Linked DNA regions of Sus scrofa: regions 2 and 3 are each linked to region 1. Evidence: chromatin contacts called from public HiChIP or PLAC-seq data. All regions are on one chromosome and are shown on one strand. The core of a region is the stretch at or near the end of the contact, and the rest is flanking DNA. Distances in the headings are between cores, read along the strand shown. Region 1 has its middle 88 kb from the start of EPAS1. Region 2 overlaps EPAS1 (endothelial PAS domain protein 1). Region 3 overlaps PRKCE (protein kinase C epsilon type).

The links. HiChIP or PLAC-seq counts read pairs in DNA pulled down with a chosen protein or histone mark.
Region 2: an H3K27ac HiChIP or PLAC-seq map of alveolar macrophages shows a contact between it and region 1. The contact joins two enhancer-like sites. A contact is called at or near these places in 3 of 47 Hi-C or Micro-C datasets (fibroblasts, retroperitoneal adipose tissue and skeletal muscle) and 2 of 2 datasets of contacts at active chromatin or transcription factors (alveolar macrophages and skeletal muscle).
Region 3: a contact with region 1 is called in an H3K27ac HiChIP or PLAC-seq map of skeletal muscle. The contact joins two enhancer-like sites.

What each region holds. Positions count from the first base shown.
Region 1 is chr3:94,339,459-94,342,974 of Sscrofa11.1, reverse strand. No RefSeq gene overlaps it. Among named protein-coding and RNA genes, the nearest start is that of EPAS1, 88 kb to the right of the region's middle. Within about 2 kb of position 1,749, at least 31 of the 83 cell types and tissues checked have an H3K27ac peak or open chromatin away from gene starts, as enhancers often do. A contact at or near this core is called in alveolar macrophages and skeletal muscle, where this site is marked.
Region 2 is chr3:94,205,184-94,208,345 of Sscrofa11.1, reverse strand. It overlaps EPAS1 (endothelial PAS domain protein 1), which reads left to right. Exons shown (of 17, transcript NM_001097420.1): 2 at 2,911-3,101. Among named protein-coding and RNA genes, the nearest start is that of EPAS1, 47 kb to the left of the region's middle. Within about 2 kb of position 1,420, at least 6 of the 83 cell types and tissues checked have an H3K27ac peak or open chromatin away from gene starts, as enhancers often do. A contact at or near this core is called in alveolar macrophages, where this site is marked.
Region 3 is chr3:94,488,217-94,491,772 of Sscrofa11.1, reverse strand. All of the region lies in intron 11 of PRKCE (protein kinase C epsilon type), which reads left to right. Among named protein-coding and RNA genes, the nearest start is that of EPAS1, 240 kb to the right of the region's middle. Within about 2 kb of position 2,207, at least 4 of the 83 cell types and tissues checked have an H3K27ac peak or open chromatin away from gene starts, as enhancers often do. A contact at or near this core is called in skeletal muscle, where this site is marked.

The DNA of each region.
Region 1 (3,516 bases), core at 500-2,999:
GATGGGGAAAATCCACCAGAGCAGCTGAAGATAGATGATAGGTCTAGAGTAGCAGTTCCCAGAATGAGGTCTGAAGACTCCTGGGGATCTCTAAGATTTTTTCATGGAATGCATTAATTATTTCTTGTGTCATAAATTACCCCAAAACTCAGCTGCTTAAAACAACAAACAGGAGTTCCCATTGTGGCTCAGTGGTAACAAACCCAACTAGGTTACATGAGTATATGGGATGTGGGTTTGATCTCTGGCCCCACCCAGTGGGTTAAGGATCCGGCATTGCCATAAGCTGCAGTGTAGTTTGCAGACATGGTTCAGATCTGGCGTTGCTGTGGATGTGGTGTAGGCCGGCAGCTGCAGCTCCAATTCGACCCCTAGCCTGGGAACTTCCATGTGCCAAAGGTGCGGCCCTTAAACAAAAACAAAAAAAAAACAAGAAAAACCAAAAAAACCCCAAATATTTATCACTTCTTAGGATCTCACAGTAAGTCAGGAATCTGGGCATGACTTAGCTGGATGCCTCTTCTCAGGGTCTCTCACCGGCTATGGCCAAGGTGTCGGCTGGGCTGCAGTCTCATCCGATGACTCACCTAGGGAAGGATCCACTTCTAAACTCAGGGCCGTGGTTGCTGACAGGATTCAGTTCCTCTCTCAGGGCCTCGGTTCCTTACTGGATTTTGGCCAAAGGCCTCCCTCTGTCCTTCACCAGGTGGGTCTTTCCCTTGTGAAGCTCAGAACATGGCACTGACTTCCCTCAGAGCAAGGGAGCGAGAGGGCACCCTCGAGATCAAAGCCACAGTCTTTCTCTTACGTCATCTTCAGGGTGACTTCCCATCACTACAGCCATGCCACTTCACCACTCACTTCCTTGGAAGTGAATCACCAGGTCCAGCCCACACCCCAGGGGATTACACAGGACATGAGGATCAGGAGGTGAAGATCCCTGGAGACACTCTAGAGGCTGCTCTATACACAAGGGTCTCTCTTTTCCAACTGTACATCTCTGGGACACTTGATTTCTTTCTATGCTTCAACCAAACACAATATAAGAGCTTTCATAAGAAGTATATTTAAGACCCAGTTGCCCTGTATTAAGCTCACAGTAAAGAGATTTGTAGAAATAGGAGTTCCCACTGTGGCACAGTGTGTTAAGAGTCTGACCACAGCAGCTCAGATTGCAGAGGCAGTGGTTCCATTTCCGGCCCAGTAAAGTGGGTTAAAGGATCCGGCATTACCACAGCTGAGGCAGAGGTCACAACTGAGGTTTGGATCCAGTCCCTGGCCCAGGAACTTCCATATGCCATGAGTGCGGCCATCAGCTAAATAAATAGATTTGTAGAAAGAGAAAACAATGCCACTCTGGGGATAGATATAACCAACATTAAAGCAAACAAACAGAAAAACCTCTTGTTGGCTCCACCTCGTAAATCAACTATAATTTTTTTAATTCCAAAAAATATTAAAGTAAGAATAAGAGTTCTCGGAGGTCTTCATAATTTTTGAGTGTAACAAAAGACTTGAGACCAGCAAGTTTGAGAACTACAGGTCTGGAAAGGCAGAGCTAGGATACAGCCTGAGGACGGTCGCTTGGTGGGAGGGTGGGGGTGGAGGACACGCTGGGAGAGGTCTCTCTGCCAAACACCATCGGAGGCCTGGACGCTTGGGAAAGGGGTGGTTAAATCCAGCGAGTCCCTGAGAGGAAGGGCCTGAGTCTAACTTTCACTTTCTTCCCAGTTCTGCACACAGGGCGTCTCTGAGTGTTTGCCCTTTTCTGCCTCGGTGTGCATAAATAGGTCCCCCACACAAGAATCAGCTGGCCTGAGCCCATGTGCGTGTGTGCATGTGCGTGTGCGTGTGCGGGCTGATGCGGGCGAGCATGTGTAACATTATCATGTGTGCATGTACACCAGTGTCTGTGTGCCTGTTTAAGCGCAGGTGTGCCTGGGGCCCCTGGGACTGGGCAGGGCCTGGCCAGCAGGCCCCCGAGGCACCCTGCAGAAGGAGGAGGGGGGTAGGGGGTTGGGTGGCATGCCCACCACCGCCACGGCTGTGGACCCCTGAAATGCCCTTGGCCTCTGCTCTCAGCATGACTCTCACATATTTTCATCTTCTATGGGAACTTCCTGATTAGCTTCCTGTTGTTCTTGGACTTTTTTAGTTAGGTTTTTTTTTTTTTTTTTAAATGTCATAATTCTTTAATCGGCTTTTTTATTTTGCCCGGAGAGGCACTGTGGTCCCCGGCCCCCTCTGAGAGAGGGAGAACATATTCTGTCAGGGCAGCCCAGGTACTTAGCTGGAGGTAAAGGTGCCCAGGAGTTGGGCTGGGGCATCAGCACCTCTTTCCATCAAGATAAACCCACCCTTCCAAACCCCAGGTGATTTTGTAGAAGCTGTTCCGAGCAGGGGCAGTGGGAGGGAAAGAAGCCTGGGTAGGGGGTGGGCAATGGGCCTCCCTGCAATTTGTCTCATGGGCACAAGGATCATTTTGAGCTGATGATTTTGAGAAGCTCCTAAAAGAGAGTTGAAGTTAGTCTCTGTAGGGAAATTTACTTTTGCAAAGGAAATCACCTTTCTCTGTAAGGGTGTCTCCTCTCAGTCCTCTGAAGAAAGCCCCTACCAGAGATAACGTTTTCTGCCTGAGACTGAAGAGCAGGGCAACTTCCTTGCCTTTCCCCCTGTCACCTTCTGGGTTGTCTGCTCCCCCCAGAAGCCCCAGGCCCCTGTCCCTTTCCTTTGTCCAGGGCGATGTACATAAGCCTCGATCCTCTGTGCCTTTTGAGTCTCATGTTTTCGTGGGGCTCCCGTGTGCAGGTACCTGCATAATTAAAGTGGTGGTTTCTCTCTCCTGTTCATCTGTCTTACGTCAATGTAGTTCTTAGGCGAGTCACAGAACCTGGACAGGTAAAAGGAAGAATGTTTCCTCCCCTGCAGCCTCAGGGCAGACTTCTCTAGGGGTCAGGGAGGTTCTGGCCAGGGCAGTGTCCCAGGATTGCAGGGCACAGTGACTCAGCAGTTCTGCTCCTTGTCTGTCTTTCCCACCACCTCTGAAGCTGCAGAAGGGAATGAAGCTAGCAAGGAACTCAGCAGCCAGAGCCCAGCCTCGGCTTGGCCCAGCAAGGCCCCAGCCTCACCCCTGGGCAGCTGCCTCCCAGAAACTGGTGCCTGTTGCTCTCGCCAGCCCTCCGTTCATGCCCTTCCCAGCCACCCTCCACGGCATCAGAGTCTTCTTTCAAGGTGCCTTCAAAAGCCTCTAGGAAGCCTTCCTGGCACTCACAGGCCAGGGGAGAGCTTGGTCTATGACGCCCTCCCCAGGGACCCCCTCCTCAGGACTCCCATCACCTGCCCTCATGGCCGGTCCAGGGGTTGAGCCATCCTTGTCTGACCCTCTGGATTTCCTGTGTGCTCCAGTGGGTCCCCAGGTGCCTGCAGGCCCTCCCCCAGCCTGCTCCTCCAGGCCCTGGGTTCTGAGCCTAATCCTTTTTTCTCCCCACTTTTCCTCTAAATGCTCTCAGGGGCAAG
Region 2 (3,162 bases), core at 171-2,670, 130 kb after region 1:
TCAGATCCTGAGTTTCTGTGGCTGTGGCCTAGGCTAGCAGCTGCAGCTCCAATTAGATCCCTAGCCTGGGAACTTCCATACGCCTCTGGGGTGTGTGGCCCTGGAAAAGGAGGGGAGGGGCACACAAAGGGGAGTGCTGTGCATGCAGGTGAGGGTGTCAGTGTCGCAGCCTGTGCTGGTGGCTCTTTCGCCCCAGGAGGCCTTCTCCAGATGCCCCTAATGGCTGGCCCTGTATTGCCCATGCTTCTGTGGAGGAGCGCATGGGTCGGTGCTCCTTTACCTGGCTCTCAAGACACACAGGCGTGATGGGCATAGTTACAGCATCCTGTCTTCTTTCCCCTCCCTTCCAAGGTTTACAAGGATACCTGTAAACCTTGAACAGCTGCTTTTGTTCCACAATCAGAGTCAAGATTAAAAGGCAAATGGGAGGGGCTAATATGCAAACTGCCACTACAGGCCAGTGCAAAAGCCAAATGATCCTAAGGGCAGGCTCTGAGGGTGTGGGGCTGGGTGGGGTGCAGGGCCGAGAGTTTTCACTCAGAGCTGGAAGTCAGGGGCAGAAGAGGAAACAGAAGGTGGGTAAAGGAAACAGAAAAGGGAGATAGGACCGAAAAAAAAAAAAAAAAAAGAAAAAAAAAGAAAACAGTCTCACCCATTTCACAATTTTCCTGAAGGTTCTTCCTGACCATCCACAGCTGTTGAACATTCTTCCTGCAGCCTGAGTATATGATGCTTAATCCATCCAAGGAGCTGGATGTTCTGTTTTTTAAAATGAGGCGTGTTGTAAAGTCAAAACAGTGCCTCTGCCCCAAATCTTGAGGGGCTTGAGAGGCGGCATGTCAACATTCCGGGAATCCCAAAATACTGATTTTCTGTCCAGATAACAGGCTGCAAAGCCAAACAAAAGGAGCAGCAGCCCCTGGTTTGGAAATCTCAGGAGGCAGGACAGACAGAGCAAGCTGGAGCTGGTTAGGTGAGGCCTTGAGCCAAGGACTGCATCGGACACTTTTAAAAAAAAAACAAACTTGTTTATTAAACAAGCAATACAGGTTTTTTTTTATAGAAGCATAAGAAAAATACAGATTCGCACTAAGAAAAAAAAAAAAAAATTCCTCCTAACCTCACTAACCTGAAACTGCTAACGCTTTTGAGGACAGAGGCAGGACAGTCACTGATGGATTCTGGGGCCCACCTGCCTGGTACAAAGACCCACTTCCCCATTCACCTGAGGAGAGGCTGCAGATGAATTACAGCAGCCCCCTCTTATCCACAGTTTCCATGCCCACAGTCAATCCCAGTCGGAAAATATTACGTGGAAAATTCTAGAAATAAACAATTCATAAGTTTTAAGTTGCATGCCACTCTGAGTAGCGTGATGAAATCTGCCACTGTCCCACCCAGGACGTGACTCATCCCTTTGTCCAGCATATTTGTGCTATATATGCTACTTGCCCACTAATGGAGGAGAAAACATAGTATGTATAGGGTTCGTTTGATGCTGTCCATTTTTCAAGCATTCCCTGGGGGGGCTTGCAACGAATCCCCTGCAGATAGGAGGGGACTGCTATAGAGTTCCCTTGTGGCTCAGTGGGTTAAGGATCCGGTGTTGTCACCTCTGCAGCTTGCGTCGCCGCTCTGGTGCTGGTTCAGTCCCTGGCCTAGAGACTTCCCCATGCCTTTACAGGCAAAAACAGAAAAAATAGATTACATTAAAAAGAGGGGACTACTGTACGAAGCCTCTGTGGACTTGCTTTCTCCTCTGTCAATTCGGGATCATAATAATAACTACTTCCAAGGGTAGTTGTCAGAATTATATAATGAAGCCAGTGCAGTAGTGCTTAAAACAGTCCCTGGAATATAATAAGTACCATGTCATACATGTGATAGCTGTAAGAATAATAGTTATTCGTATTTTATTAGATTGTTAGACTTTTTCCTATGTAATGTATAAGTGTTTTGCGTAATGCGTTTCTGCAGAAATCTGATTGCCGTCTACTCTTCTGTAACATTTCTATTTATATGATCATCTTTTCCTAGATAGAGTTGTTATTGATACTGGCTAACATCGACTGCTACCATTGGGATCAGCCTGGTGCCAAATAAAGACTACACATAATGTATCCTATCCAATCCTCACTTTAACTCTATGGAGCAATGCTGTATTACCATTTTATAGATGAGCAAATTGAGGCCAAACAGGTTAAATACTATACATGTGCACGAGCAGGCAAGTGGACCTCTGTCCTGCGGAGAGAAGGACAATGAGCAGGAGACCGGCTGGTAGCCTGTGCTGGCAGGATGAGAAAGGCAACGTGTTTTGTGCACAATGCTTTTTAACCCTCGGCAGGTGTGCGCTTTGGGACACCAGGCTCACGGGTGTCTGGCCAGCTGTTCTTGGACGCTAGTGGCATTTTTGATTTTTATGGCAGAAATCACTCTCTGATATGAAGTGGGATCTAGGGTCCAGTACTGGGCTTCTTTATTTCTAAGAGCATTTATCCAGAAGCAGTTCTTCATCTTGTTCTCCAGAGGCTTTAATACAGCCGTCCGGGCCCCTGGCCACAGCTTCCTCACACCTCCCTCTCCATCTGTGGGCATTCACCCCAGCCCCCTGATAGCCCAGGACCAGGTCCCAGGCACTGCCAGTTGATTGACTTAATCAGCCAGCCTTTGCTCAGACCGCGCCCATGTGCAGCCCCGGCATGGACTCCATGGCGTGCAGGAGGGGAAGGGGGTTGAGACCCAGCAACCTGATGACTCTGTGCGGCTCAGATGACCCATGTGAGGCTGCGTTGGCTCAGCGGGGGAGTCCGGCTGTGCCATGGGTGGGGGGCCCTGGGGATGTCATGACCAGGGGTGTGATGGGATGACAGTGACGTCCTGGAGACTAACTCTTCACTCTCAATGTAGGAGTAGCTCGGAGAGGAGGAAGGAGAAGTCCCGGGATGCTGCCCGGTGCCGGCGGAGCAAGGAGACAGAGGTCTTCTACGAGCTGGCCCACGAGCTGCCCCTGCCCCACAGCGTGAGCTCCCACCTGGACAAGGCCTCCATCATGCGGCTGGCCATCAGCTTCCTGCGCACACACAAGCTCCTGTCCTCAGGTGAGGCTGCAGACTCCCGGGCGCCTTCCCAGCCCGTCCTCACCCACTGTGTCAGAGCTGG
Region 3 (3,556 bases), core at 958-3,457, 150 kb before region 1:
GATTTCACAGTGGCTGTCTTAAGGCTAATCCATCCTTCTCCCCCTTTCAGCATATGGCTGTGGAATCCTGAATAGAAATCTGTCCGATGCTGGTCACACTGCTCCTCACAGCTCCTACTAATTGCTCACAATTAGGGTGGGAGAGAATCCAAACTTTTTTTCTTATTTTAACCTCTTCGCACCTTAGACACACTCAGCTCTCAGCCGCTTCGAGACAGGGCATCTCCTTTTGAACAGGCACGTAGGTGTCAGAGACCTGTTATTTTCTCTGGCTTTTAAAAAACGTAAAGAGTCGATATTAAGAGTGCTCACAAATCTGGGTTTCTTCCTCCACAAAGTAGAAGAACAGTTTGGTCCTTTGCATCCTCGGGTTCCACACCCATGGATTCAGCCCACCAAGGATAGAAAATATTCGGGAAAAGAGTTCCAAAAAGCAAAATGAGAGTTTGCTACTCCAGCAACTATGCACACAGCATTTGGTCCGCGTTAGGTATTGTAAGTAATCCAGAGATGGTTTAAAGGACGCAGGATGTGCATGGTTTACATGCAAATACTTCGCCATTTTAAATAAGGGATTTGAGCATCCCCAGATTTGGGTATCCACGGGGTCCTGAACCAACTACCTTTGATATGGGGGGGGAGGAACCATCTGTAGTCGTGAAACTGACAGCACTGATGGCCTGAACCTAGCCAGAACCCAGACTGGGACCTGAACCCACAGTTTTAAACTAGAGTCACCCACCCGGCGTCTGGATTCACTGAGGTTCAGATTCTTCAGGCCTCCGTGCAGAAGAAATTCAGCGAGAGACAAAGTGATAGTCGAGAAATAGATTTATTAAGGTAGGACGCTTGTGAGAGATGCAAGCGGGCAGCAAGCCAAGGAGGCTCTGCCCCCAGGATCCGGTGGGCTGGAGTTTTATTATCCAGGGGGAGTGGGGGTCAGAAAAGATCACCTCTTCCTCTTTCTTTGAGTAGTAGCTCCTCTCTAGGATCCAGTAAGGTGTGTATTCACATCAGCAGAAGGGTGGTCCTCAAACTCCTGTGCTTAGTCTGAATCTGAATCCAGGTCTCATCCTGTCACCAAGCCAATGACTTGAGGCAATTCTCGCCCCTCCACTAGTCACACAGGCCTGCCTTGTTCTGATGGCTTTCTTGAGCAGTTACCTTCAGTGATCTCCCAATGTCCACTAGGTTTCCCTCTCTATCTGTGGTCCTTTATTGGGACTTTGTACAGCTACCTGTGCCTACTCCATCCCTATCAGTAGCGCTCCCCTCAAAGGGCTGCCATGGGAATCCAGTGATGGGGCCTTTTAGCACAGTGCCTGGCAGGTGGCACGCATGCACCTCTCAGACTGCCTTTCAGAGTCCTTTGTACATCGTCGCCCCTCTTTAGTGTCACCGAACCTATGAGATAGGCAGGGCAGTCATCTATTTTCCTTGACAGATGAGCAAAAGGCACAGATCGGTGCGAGGACTTGCTTGGGGACCTGTGGCTCATGAGGAGCTGGGGCTGAGTCTGGTGGCTGTCCCTGCTGCTCATTTTGGGGGTGGCGGGAGAGAAGACGGCCTTTGCCTCTGGAATGAACCCCAGCCCCTGGCTTCTGCCGAGGAAGCTACCATCCCTCTCTTAAAATAGCCATGAGTGTGTCAGCAGGACTTGCCCTCACAGTCAGGCCACCTCCTCACCCCCCAGCTTTTCGCAACCTGCCCCTCTGCTTGTGGCCAGTAGGAGGATTTGGGAAAGGTCAAAATGCCATGTATTCTCTTGCATCCCGGTTCTCCCAGAAGGTTCCAGGATGACTCGGGGGTGGTTATGGGCCAGGCCAAAAAATACCCAGGCAGCGGTGCCATGTGGATGCTTGCAGGCAGCTTAGCTAAGCAAGGGGGTGATGGATGAAAAGCCCTGCAACCCTAGAAGCTCCTAATCAGGAGGCTGAGAGAAAGGGGTGACGCATTTTAATCCTCTCCATAGTCTCCTCATTAAGTGACTCTCATTAGTCATGGGTCAAGGGTTTCTCCCCAAGCCTGTGCTTTTGGGGCTATTAATGAAATTTCAGGTTTTCCAGCTGAGAATGCCACATCTGCAGTCTGACTGTGTTTTCGGCGGCAAGAAAGGAGCCCTTTGCCAGGAATACCTCATGTACTGGAAACAGGAAGGTATGGAAAATGAGGCCGTTATCATCAGCGCCACTGCTAAAGGTCACGGTTTCATTTATAGAACTGGAGCCATCCAGCTGGAAGAGAAAGGCCCATTCTCATCCGCAGGCAGCATGAAAGGCGTAGAAGTGCGGATCGGATGGCCTGCACTCATGATGCAATGGCAGGAAATCAACATGTCGTATTTACAAAGATCAGTCATTTCTGGGAGGATTAGAGAGGAGCAAAGGTGAACCAACCATTAGTTATGGACTTAGGAATATCATTTTCAGCAACAGCAACGACAGCACATCACCACATCAGCATTTGGGGGATAGAGGGAGGTCAGGGAGCCTGTGCCCCTCGTCTCTTTCACTGGGCACGATACCAGGAAGTCCCCCCAAATGGGAAGGTGTCCTCAGTCCCCACATCTGAACCCCACACCCTATGTTTTGATGGCCATCAGACGTGGGTCTTGCTGTCTAAGTGGATTTGTACACCATCCCTAATGGCGGGGCTCTCACCCCTAGTGTGCATTGCATCTCCCAGGGAGATGATTAAATGGCAGATGATAGATCCCACCCCTGGAGAGTCAGATTTTGTGGGACTCGGATTTGCATTCTTTGAACGCAAGGTGGTCACTGATAGCGCTTTGGGAAACACTGCCCGATAGTGGCATCACCATCTACTTTTGGAGAGAGCTGGCTTTAAGATCCATTGCCAAGTAACTGCCCGAGGCACTGTCCTAGGCCCACTGGGCTTTGCCAAAGATGCATACGCCCTGAGCCTTATCCTTAAGAAGAGTATATTAGGAGTGGAGTGAGCAGTGCTGGGTTTGCCAGGATCAGATGCTGGACCGCTGTTGGAGTTCTGAGAGGGCTGGAGAGTCAGGGCCCCAGGCACAGGGGAGATGAGACTTAGCCCACACCAGGCTGGAAATGATAGCACTCTAGGTTTTTAGAGATTTTGCTCAGAAATAGAGAGTATCTTGAGGCCCTGCAGACCGGGGTCTATGAGCAGTCAGAACCTCCGTTTTTATACCCTGACGTGATCCTGAGGTGGGGCTTGGGGGACTGTCATCCCCTTTAATAGATAAGAAAACAGGTGGTATTCTTGAAATTCTCACAGAGCTGTGGGGAGGAGTGAAATCTCTTGTACAGGCCCCTCAACACCAGCTGAGATTCTCCTGGCTGCTCAGCACTGAGAAAAGTTGCAGGAGAGAACCAGGGCTCTTGGAGTCATTTTTAAGGCTCTGTCTCTTTAAAAAATATTATCTCCCCTCTCATTGGCCTTCAAGATCCATCTAAAATCTCTTTCTTTGCAAATATCTGCGTAATCTGTGCACCTCCCTTGTCCTTAGAGTCTAATTTCTTCTTCCTTTTATCTCCATATGACCCTTACTCTGTGATACTCTGCCCCC